Linked DNA regions of Mus musculus: regions 1 and 3 are each linked to region 2. The links are chromatin contacts, called in public Hi-C and HiChIP or PLAC-seq maps. All regions are on one chromosome and are shown on one strand. Each heading gives the region's core, a stretch centred on a gene start, on an enhancer-like site or on the middle of the called end of the contact. The rest is flanking DNA. Distances are from core to core; before and after follow the strand shown. Region 1 has its middle 5.9 kb from the start of Gm13293. Region 2 has its middle 23 kb from the start of Gm10851. Region 3 holds the start of 8030442B05Rik (RIKEN cDNA 8030442B05 gene).

What was found. Hi-C and Micro-C count contacts between places; a contact is called where the count stands out from the background. HiChIP or PLAC-seq counts read pairs in DNA pulled down with a chosen protein or histone mark.
Region 1: a contact with region 2 is called in an H3K27ac HiChIP or PLAC-seq map of bone marrow-derived dendritic cells, with 10 times the contacts expected there. The contact joins two enhancer-like sites. A contact is called at or near these places in 4 of 39 promoter capture datasets (embryonic stem cells, hippocampal neurons, liver and 1 more), 10 of 15 datasets of contacts at CTCF or cohesin (CD8 T cells, the G1E-ER4 cell line, the NIH/3T3 cell line and 6 more), 211 of 484 Hi-C or Micro-C datasets (the 3T3-L1 cell line, 3T3-L1-derived adipocytes, the 63-12 cell line and 117 more), 59 of 115 datasets of contacts at active chromatin or transcription factors (the 230-238 cell line, the HPC-7 cell line, the NIH/3T3 cell line and 39 more) and 7 of 9 other capture datasets (adipose tissue, bone marrow-derived macrophages, embryonic stem cells and 4 more).
Region 3: a contact with region 2 is called in a Hi-C map of bone marrow-derived macrophages, with 29 read pairs. The contact joins the promoter of 8030442B05Rik here to the enhancer-like site in region 2. A contact is called at or near these places in 4 of 484 Hi-C or Micro-C datasets (the G1E-ER4 cell line, bone marrow-derived macrophages, liver and 1 more), 9 of 115 datasets of contacts at active chromatin or transcription factors (the 230-238 cell line, CD8 T cells, the HPC-7 cell line and 6 more) and 2 of 9 other capture datasets (adipose tissue and liver).

The regions. Positions count from the first base shown.
Region 1 is chr2:11,332,236-11,334,935 of GRCm38.p6, reverse strand. No RefSeq gene overlaps it. Among named protein-coding and RNA genes, the nearest start is that of Gm13293, 5.9 kb to the left of the region's middle. Within about 2 kb of position 1,440, at least 129 of the 459 cell types and tissues checked have an H3K27ac peak or open chromatin away from gene starts, as enhancers often do. A contact at or near this core is called in the Ba/F3 cell line, ECoMG-derived neutrophils, the HPC-5 cell line and 16 more, where this site is marked.
Region 2 is chr2:11,543,232-11,545,931 of GRCm38.p6, reverse strand. It overlaps a transcript of Pfkfb3 not described here. Among named protein-coding and RNA genes, the nearest start is that of Gm10851, 23 kb to the right of the region's middle. Within about 2 kb of position 1,396, at least 68 of the 459 cell types and tissues checked have an H3K27ac peak or open chromatin away from gene starts, as enhancers often do. A contact at or near this core is called in the Ba/F3 cell line, ECoMG-derived neutrophils, the HPC-5 cell line and 17 more, where this site is marked.
Region 3 is chr2:11,397,248-11,399,947 of GRCm38.p6, reverse strand. It overlaps 8030442B05Rik (RIKEN cDNA 8030442B05 gene), which reads left to right and starts at 1,448. Exons shown (of 3, transcript NR_040615.1): 1 at 1,448-1,555.

The sequences.
Region 1 (2,700 bases), core at 191-2,690, 210 kb after region 2:
GCTCAGCAGTCATGACTTACTTTCTATCTTGATGGGTAACGAACAGCAGCAGCAACAGGCGGCATTGTTCTGGAGGCTGCAGGAACCTTTCAGCAAGGAGGTGATATGGTTTTATAAACAAGTTTTATTGAGATATAAATCTCACAAAACAGCCATTTTAAAGTCCACACTTTATTGTTCTACATATTATCAGAGTTGTGTAGTTATCACCACAAGCTGACTTCAGGACATTCTGATCACCCCTCACAAAGGGTTTGTGCCCGTTAGCACTCAGTTTTCCTTATGCTCTGAGCTTGAAATCGATAACCTATTTCTTGTCTCATTAGATTTGCTTGTATTGGACTTTCTATGTAAATGGGATTCTATTCTGTGTACTCTTTTGTGCCTTCTTCGCCTATGTAGGTTAGTGTTTCTGAGACTTACTACTATTGCACCTCGTATTAGCCACTTTGTTCCTTTTAACTGTTGAGTAGTATTCTATTATATGGGCACACCCCTTCTGCCTGTCGGTTGATCGCCTCTGATGTTGCTCCTTTTTGGCTACACTGAATGAAGTTTCAAAGAAGCTTTGTACAGGCCTTCTTATGTGCACGTGTCTTCGTTTCTCTTGAGTACACAACTGTAAGAGTAATGGTTAGCTCATGTGGTAAGTTTATTTATTTTTTTCTTATAAAGGAAAATATTTAATTGAGGGCTGGCTTACGATTCAGAGGTTTGGTCCATTGTCATTGTGGGAAGCATGTCAGCAGGCAGGCATGGTCCTGGAGAAGGAGCTGAGAGTTCTACATCGTGATCTGAAGGCAGCAGGAAGAGGGTGAGTGTACAGTTTTTTTTTAAAAAAATCTTTAATTGCCAGACTATTTTTTAAAAGACACATTGCACAATTTTTACAATAGTATTATTCACAGTGTAGCAGCTAATGATATTGAACATCTTTTCGTATTGTTACTAGCTATTTGTCCAGATTTTAGAGAAAAAAAAATCTATTCAATTCCTCCATTTTTAGCTCGGGCTTTTGTTATTTTCTTGCTGAGTCATAAGAGTCATTATGTATTCTACATGGTCCATACAAGTAAAGGATTGTTTGCGTAGTGTCTTACACATAGTAGGCCCTCAACAAATATCTGTTTGAGTAATCGTATGAACGTGAGTGGCTATGGGCTTCGGCTATGGATGCACAGGATCATGACATTAAGAATTAGCTCCTTCTTTTTTTTTTTTTCCTTAGGTGCAGACTTTGAATCAGAAGGCTCGTTTGTGTTGCTTGCCTCCAGCTATTGATGGGGCCTTGGGCTGCATCATCCTGGGCTAGCCTGGCAGCCAGTGCCCTGGAGCCAGCACAGGGCCCCTTCATTCTCTTTCTTTTTCTTTGGCACAGAGAGTGTCTTGCGACAGGTTGAATAAGCAGCCTGAAGGTTTGCCAGCGTCATGAGATGAGGAAGCACAGCAAGAGAAAAAGCGGGAGGCTGGGCTGTAGGGGAGGGGCAGCGGAAGCTTGCCATCATGTGGTTTAAATGGCTCAAACGCGATTAAAGGCGGGCATCAGTGCAAGCCCTTTAGCCTTCCAGGAAGCCTGGCCCTTCCCTTGGGTTGTTTGTTTAGCATGGTCTGGTGGGCTGGTTTGGTTACTTCCCCAAACTCATGAGCAAAGAGTGTTCTAGGTAGAGCGGGGATGTGGTCATTCCAGCCACGGAGGCAACTGAATTTAGGGTACCTGCATCTGAACTTAAAAACTCTAGGTCCAATCAAATTGTCACTGTGAAAAATGTCTGACACAGAGGGGACCATACCGAGTAGAGATGGAGGGAGAAGTAAGTGCTAGAGTTTTGTGTTCTTTTTTCTGCCGCTAGTATGTGGAAACAAATTTGAGCGCACATCTCGTGAGGTGCACATGAGACTGGAGAGAAAAAGCAGCGTTGAAGTTATTAGGCCAGCAGAAGGAACCGGGGTTGGATCGCTGCATTAGATCTGAGCTGAGTTAGTGACCACATGGAGATGTCCCTCATAACTCTCTTCCTAAATTTTCTCACCAAAACACCCAAATCCTTCTGCCCTGGCTTTCCTTAATTTACAACATGACCCCCTTTTAGTGCCCTACGCAGTTAGCTACAGTCTACTCTCTGTCTTCTTCACTCCCTGATCTTAGGGGGAAGACGTCATGGTGTGTTGGTTGATTCTAGAAACCTTGCGACACAGCAGGTGGCTGCAGAGGAATTACTGGTAGTGAAAAATAACAGCCAGCCCCCACCCCTTCTCTTGCAAGTGTCAGGAAGAGGAAGTGACATAGGAGAGTAGACAGCTTGCATTACAACATGGGAGGGTGAGTACCATATCAGGAGACTGACCATGTCTCAGATACCCATGGACAATGCCACTCCTCACTTGGTAAATGACAAGAGTGAAGCTCACTTCAGTTGGTAAGTTTATGGGTCTTCTGCACGGGAGCATTTAAGAAACTCAGCAACAACTATCTCCTGGTTGGCGAACATCTTCTTAGGTGCTGAAAGCATTGCTCATCAGCTCTCTCCTTTCTAGAACCTACTATCTGTGGCTCTTCCTGGGGAATTGTAAGAGAACTGAGCAGACCATGACCCCAAACTCTCTGTCAGCAACAGTATTTGCACTGTCATCTGTAGTGTTCTTTGCTGGTTTCAGGGAGGTTTGCACTGGTCTGTTTGTGTGACCTGAGTGTTTACCCAG
Region 2 (2,700 bases), core at 147-2,646:
AGCGTGTTGGTGCATATCTGAGATCCTAGCACTTGGGAAGATCAGAGTTCAAGGTCATCCTTGGCTACAAGGTCTGGCTGAGCCACTTGAGGGGGACAGGGGATGGAAGGATTCCAGCTGCAATTTTGTCCCCCCAAAGATAGTGCTGTGTATCTGTCAGTGTGTGTAGGTGAGAAGCTGAGTTCTCAGGTGAGTGACATGTGAAAGACCCTGCCTCCAGTCTCTATTCCTTTGGCTCTGACTTGAGTACTGAACTTGACATTGTTACTACATTGTATCCCCTCACTAAGCCTGCCTGCAACTCTGTGTCTCAGGGCAGGCTGTCCTAAGTACAAGCTTGCTTCCTGATAGGCTTCCCACAGTCTAACGTCTGTGTAAGTCCCTCCTGCTGTCTAGGGAAAGGGTGACTATGCACTTTTACAGTAGGTTAGAGGGAAAGTTGGAGGCCCTTGAATTTTCTTTGTATGCCCAAGTATAGTGTGAGTCAAGTACAGACTCACACAAAGCACCTTACTGTTAGTTCCCAGCACTTGTGAAGAAGCTAGAAAAACTTAGGGAGTTTGTTTCCTTTAATTTTATTTGCTTTATTTTCTTTAAATGTCAGACAACTCGAACTCTACAGAAAACGAGACAGTCTTTCTATGTAATCCATGACGTCCAAAAGCTCACCCTGTAGATCAGCCTGACTTTGAACTCATAGAGACCTGCCTGCCTGTGTCTCTCTGCCTCCCAAATTCTGGGATTAAAGGTGTGGGACCACCATGCCCAGTCTACATAGAGAATTTGAGACTATCCTGGGCCATATGAGACCCTATCTCAGATACCAAGAAGCTAGCCCCTTCTTCCCCCCTACCCCCCAAAACAACTGCAGAGTAGACACCAGTGAGAAGAGGCTGAGGAGGAGCAGCTCTGGTCTGGGGAGCACTGTCCCTCTTCCCGTTTCCCCATAACTGTGTGTACAACTCCTGGTGGTGCGCCTTAGGATCTCAGCGAGGAGTCTTCGCTCCAGGGTGTCTCAAGCCTTAGCGGAGATGATCGAGGTACTTGAAGAAGAGCAGACAGGCTTAAGGTTAACCTGCCCTCCCTCTGACCTTGCTTCAGAAACTGTCCTCTCCGACTACTCAGCAACAACCTCTCTCTTTTTTTTTGCAGACACTCTGTCAGGACGATTGTCTTGTTCCCCTTTCCCAAGGAGAATTTTTCAGAGGCTCAGGTGCCCCTGATGCACGTGGACACTGAGATACCAAATCCTTTTAGGTTAGCTGCTCTGCCGCCACGGTGTTGTTAGTGTAGGGCTTTGGACTCTGTAACCTTTCTCTTTAAGGCTGCTTTGACTGACCATCCAGTTGCACTGAGAAAGGAAGGGCTAATCAGTTAGTGGAGGCAAAGGGGAAGTTAGGGAGATACCTCAAAGGAAGTGTGCACTTTGAACCAGAAGAGAGAAAGTGAAGGTCTGACTTGGGCTCAGACAGACTTTAGGGCAAGGCTGCCCTTTCTGTTGAGATCTGAGCCTGCTGGCAGCCAGATGCCATCTGAGATCAGTGGGCACGGAAGCATTAGTAGCAGAAGGCCAAAACCTGACGTTTTTGTCTGAGTTGCACTTTACAATTAATTCAGGAACTCTGCCACCCCAAGGCAGCGTCTTTTGTAGCCCAGGTTGGTCATAAGCTAAGGCTGGCCTAAATCCTGACTCTCCTGTCTCTACCTCCCCAAGTACCACCATGCCCAGCTTTACTGGGAAACTGGTAGTGCTAGGGATAGAGCCCAGGTCCCCAGGCATGTTAAACCAGCATTCCACCACGGAGCACATCTCCAGTTCTCAAGTTTACTCTTAACCTCCTTGAGGCAGGATCTCAGGCTGCTTAACTATCTATAGGCTAGCCAGGCTTTGATCTTGTAATCTTCTGCTTCAGCCCTCCCCCAAAGCGGGCATCATAGGTTCATCTTATTGCAAAAATGTTTTTAAGGCCAGGCATGGTGGCACACGCCTTTAATTCTAGCACTTGGGAGGCAGAGGCAAGTGGATCTCTGCGTTCCAGGCCAGTCTTGCAACATGAATACACACACACACACATGCAAATGTATATATGTATATATATATATTTTTTTCTTCAAGCAGGGTCTCATTATATACCCTTGGGTGGCCTAAAGCTTGTCATGTGTGTGTATGTGTGGTGTGTGTGTGTGTGTGTGTGTGTGTGTGTGTGTATGTATATATGTATATACTGTAATTTTTTTTAAACAGATTTTCTCTACATAGCCCTGTCCAGACTCGCATTGAACTTACGGAAATCTACTGCCTTAGCCTTTCAAGTGTGGGATGAGAGATTTTTGCCACCATGTCTAGCAATTTAAGAAAAGTGTTTATTAAATGTTGTTTATTGCCGGGTGACGGTGGTGCACTTCCAGAACAGCCAGTGCTATGCACAGATAGACCATGTCTGGAAAAAACAAAAAAACAAAAGGAAGAAACAAGGATGTTACTTATTTTTATTTTACGGGTGTTTTGTTTAGAGATACATCTGTGTACTGTGTGCAAGGAGTGCCCAAAGAGACCAACAGAGGGCGTCGGATCCCCCTGGAATTGGAGTAACTGACACGTGGGTTCTGGGAACCAAACCTGGCTCCTCTGAAAGAGCAGCCAGTGTTCTTGTCCACCGAGCTGCCTCTCCAGCTCCTGCAATTTAATTTTTAAAATAT
Region 3 (2,700 bases), core at 199-2,698, 150 kb after region 2:
GGAAAATCTGGGAAAGGCATGGCTATTGTTTAGTGTGTGTGTGTGTGTGTGTGTGTGTGTGTGTGTGTGTGTGTGTGTGTGTGTGCGTGCACTCAATGTCATGCCTGCTGTGTGGACATCAGAGGACAACTTGTGTGCATCGCTTCCTTCATCCCCCTATGCATGTGGGGTCTGGATATTGCTCTCAGGTCTTCAGCTTTTGAAGGCATGCACCTTTTACTCAATGCCTGTCTCCTTAGCCCATAGCTCTCAAGATACAAGAGATGACTCAAGTTGTCTAGGAGTGGATTATCCTCATCTCTCTAATCCTCCAAGAAGTTAGCTGTAAGCACAAGCTTATGCTATTAGCTCTGGCTTAGCTGAACATTGACCTAGGTCCAGCACTCCTCTATGGTCCGTGGAAAGCAAGCCCGGAAGCATGTGCAGGAAAATCAGAATATGCAAATGAATGGAAATAAAAATGTAGGAAATTTGTTTAATGTCATCATCCATTGATAATTGCTATCAGGATTTTCTGCATGCAACCCTTTTTCTTATCTCTTTCTCTCTTTGTGCACAGGGGACTACAATGTATACCCTGTTTTATGATTTGTATACCTAACAACGTACGCTTGGCTTCATTCCATGGCATCGTGTATGGTCTATACCATTATGTAAAATACCTGACTTGCAGTGTTCTGTCCAGCTGTGTAATTTAACCTACATTCTATTATTGGATATTTGAGTTGGCTTAGAATTTATCTTTACTATTGAGGACAACACCTATGCAACTTACAGCCACAGCTGAGTCACTGAGCAAATGTTTAGCTATATCCTTGTGACAAATGTCTGGATGCGACTGCTGGGTCAAAGAATAGAAGTGATAGCATGCCCATCAGAGGCTGACGGGAAGTCTTATGTGTTAGTTACCGCCCTACAATAAACACCCTGCTCTGGAGTTCAGGAACTTCCAAGAGGAGTCCAGCCCCAATTCCAACCATGGCCCCTTCTTTCTTCTCCATCTTCTTGAGTGTGTTGGCCATTTTCATCCATCACAGGTAATGACAGGTGCTGCAGCTCCAAGCATTGTGGCCTCTCGTGAGAGAGCCAAGCAGGAAGGGAAGGAGCTGAGACAGTTAAGGAGAAGTCTGCAAATTCTTCCCGACAGTTGTTTTCTTCGGTGGCTTTAGGCAACTCCAACTCTTGGTCTGTTTTCAGACTAAATAGTGACTGGGCCTGAGTGGCCCCGACTTCTTTCCCCATGACTCATCTGGAAGTGGAAGCGGGGCTCAGAGCACCTGAATCTGAGCAAGTTCTTTAAACAGAGGGAATAGCCAGTCAGACACCAACGGAAGTTTTGTTAGAGAGTGTGCAGGAAATCCACTTGTTCCCCAGACTGCAGACTTCCTGAAAGCTCTGTACGACTTTTTATCGAGTACACATACTCAGGATCTCACAGGCACTGGGCATTCTATGGTGTTCACTAAAGTTTTCAGACCCCTCTAAGAAATGCTCAAGAGCATAGCTGAAGAGCACACCCCTGAAATTCTGGGAGGTTCCAAGCATTCCTGAGGCAGTAAGTAAAATTTTTTTTTTCCTGGCACTGTGTTCTGCCTGAAGCCTGATCTACAATATTTATATTTATCAAACATACTAAAAAGTTGAAAGATAATGTAAGCATCTTTTAAAATACTTTAAAATTTTATTTCTTATCAACACTATTTTTTCTTTTATTCATTAAAAGTGTCTGTGTGTGTGTACTCAGAGATGTGGGCACAGGTACTTGTGTACCATGGCTCATGGGTGGAGGTCAGAAAACAACTTTAAGTGGTTCTCAGGATGGTTAGGTTTGGAAACAAATCATTGCCAAGGAAACACCATGGACTCATGACAATCAGTTAGATCATTACTTCTTTCTCTCTCAGGACCCCTTCCATTTGCTGAGAAAAACTAACACAGCCCTGGTGTGTATACGTGTGTGTGTGTGTGTGTGTGTGTGTATGATATTAAATATATGTTTATCGTTTATATGTGTATATCTCATCAATCACACATTATATATACATATATGATATACTGATCTAATATTTACTGATAATAAATCATAAGTAAATTTATTTTAAAACAGTTCTTTGCTGTATATGCAATTCCACTATTTATTAATGGTCAATATGACTGGACACTAACAAGACAGATGTGTTTGCTTATTATGCATGTAAATCTCTGCTAAATATTGAATACTGCAGGACCCAACATCATCAACACTTTTATAGTCAGTGAGTATCCATTTTATTTTATTTTACTTTATTTTATTTTATTTTATTTTATTTTATTTTATTTTAATAGCGTTGGTTGTCCTGAAATTCACTGTGTAGACCAGGCTGGCCTCAGACTCACAGAGATCCACCTGCCTGTGCTCCCAAATTATCTTTAATTTTGAATGGGTATCTTGGCTTTGTAAGCACATGCCACTTTTCACAGATGTGTAGTTTCAAGATGGCCGCGTATTTAGTACTGCCTTAAAAACTGTTGGAAAGTCTGTCCCAATACCAAGCCAAATTCATTTAGCGATTAATAACATCCAAACGCTCAATTCAGCATTTCAAGTAGTAAATTTTGGAAATGTTTGGAAGCAGATTCTATGCCCCAGTATAGGGGAATGCCGGGGCCAGGAAGCGGGAGGGGGTGGGTAGGGGAGCAGGGTAGGGGGAGGGTATAGGG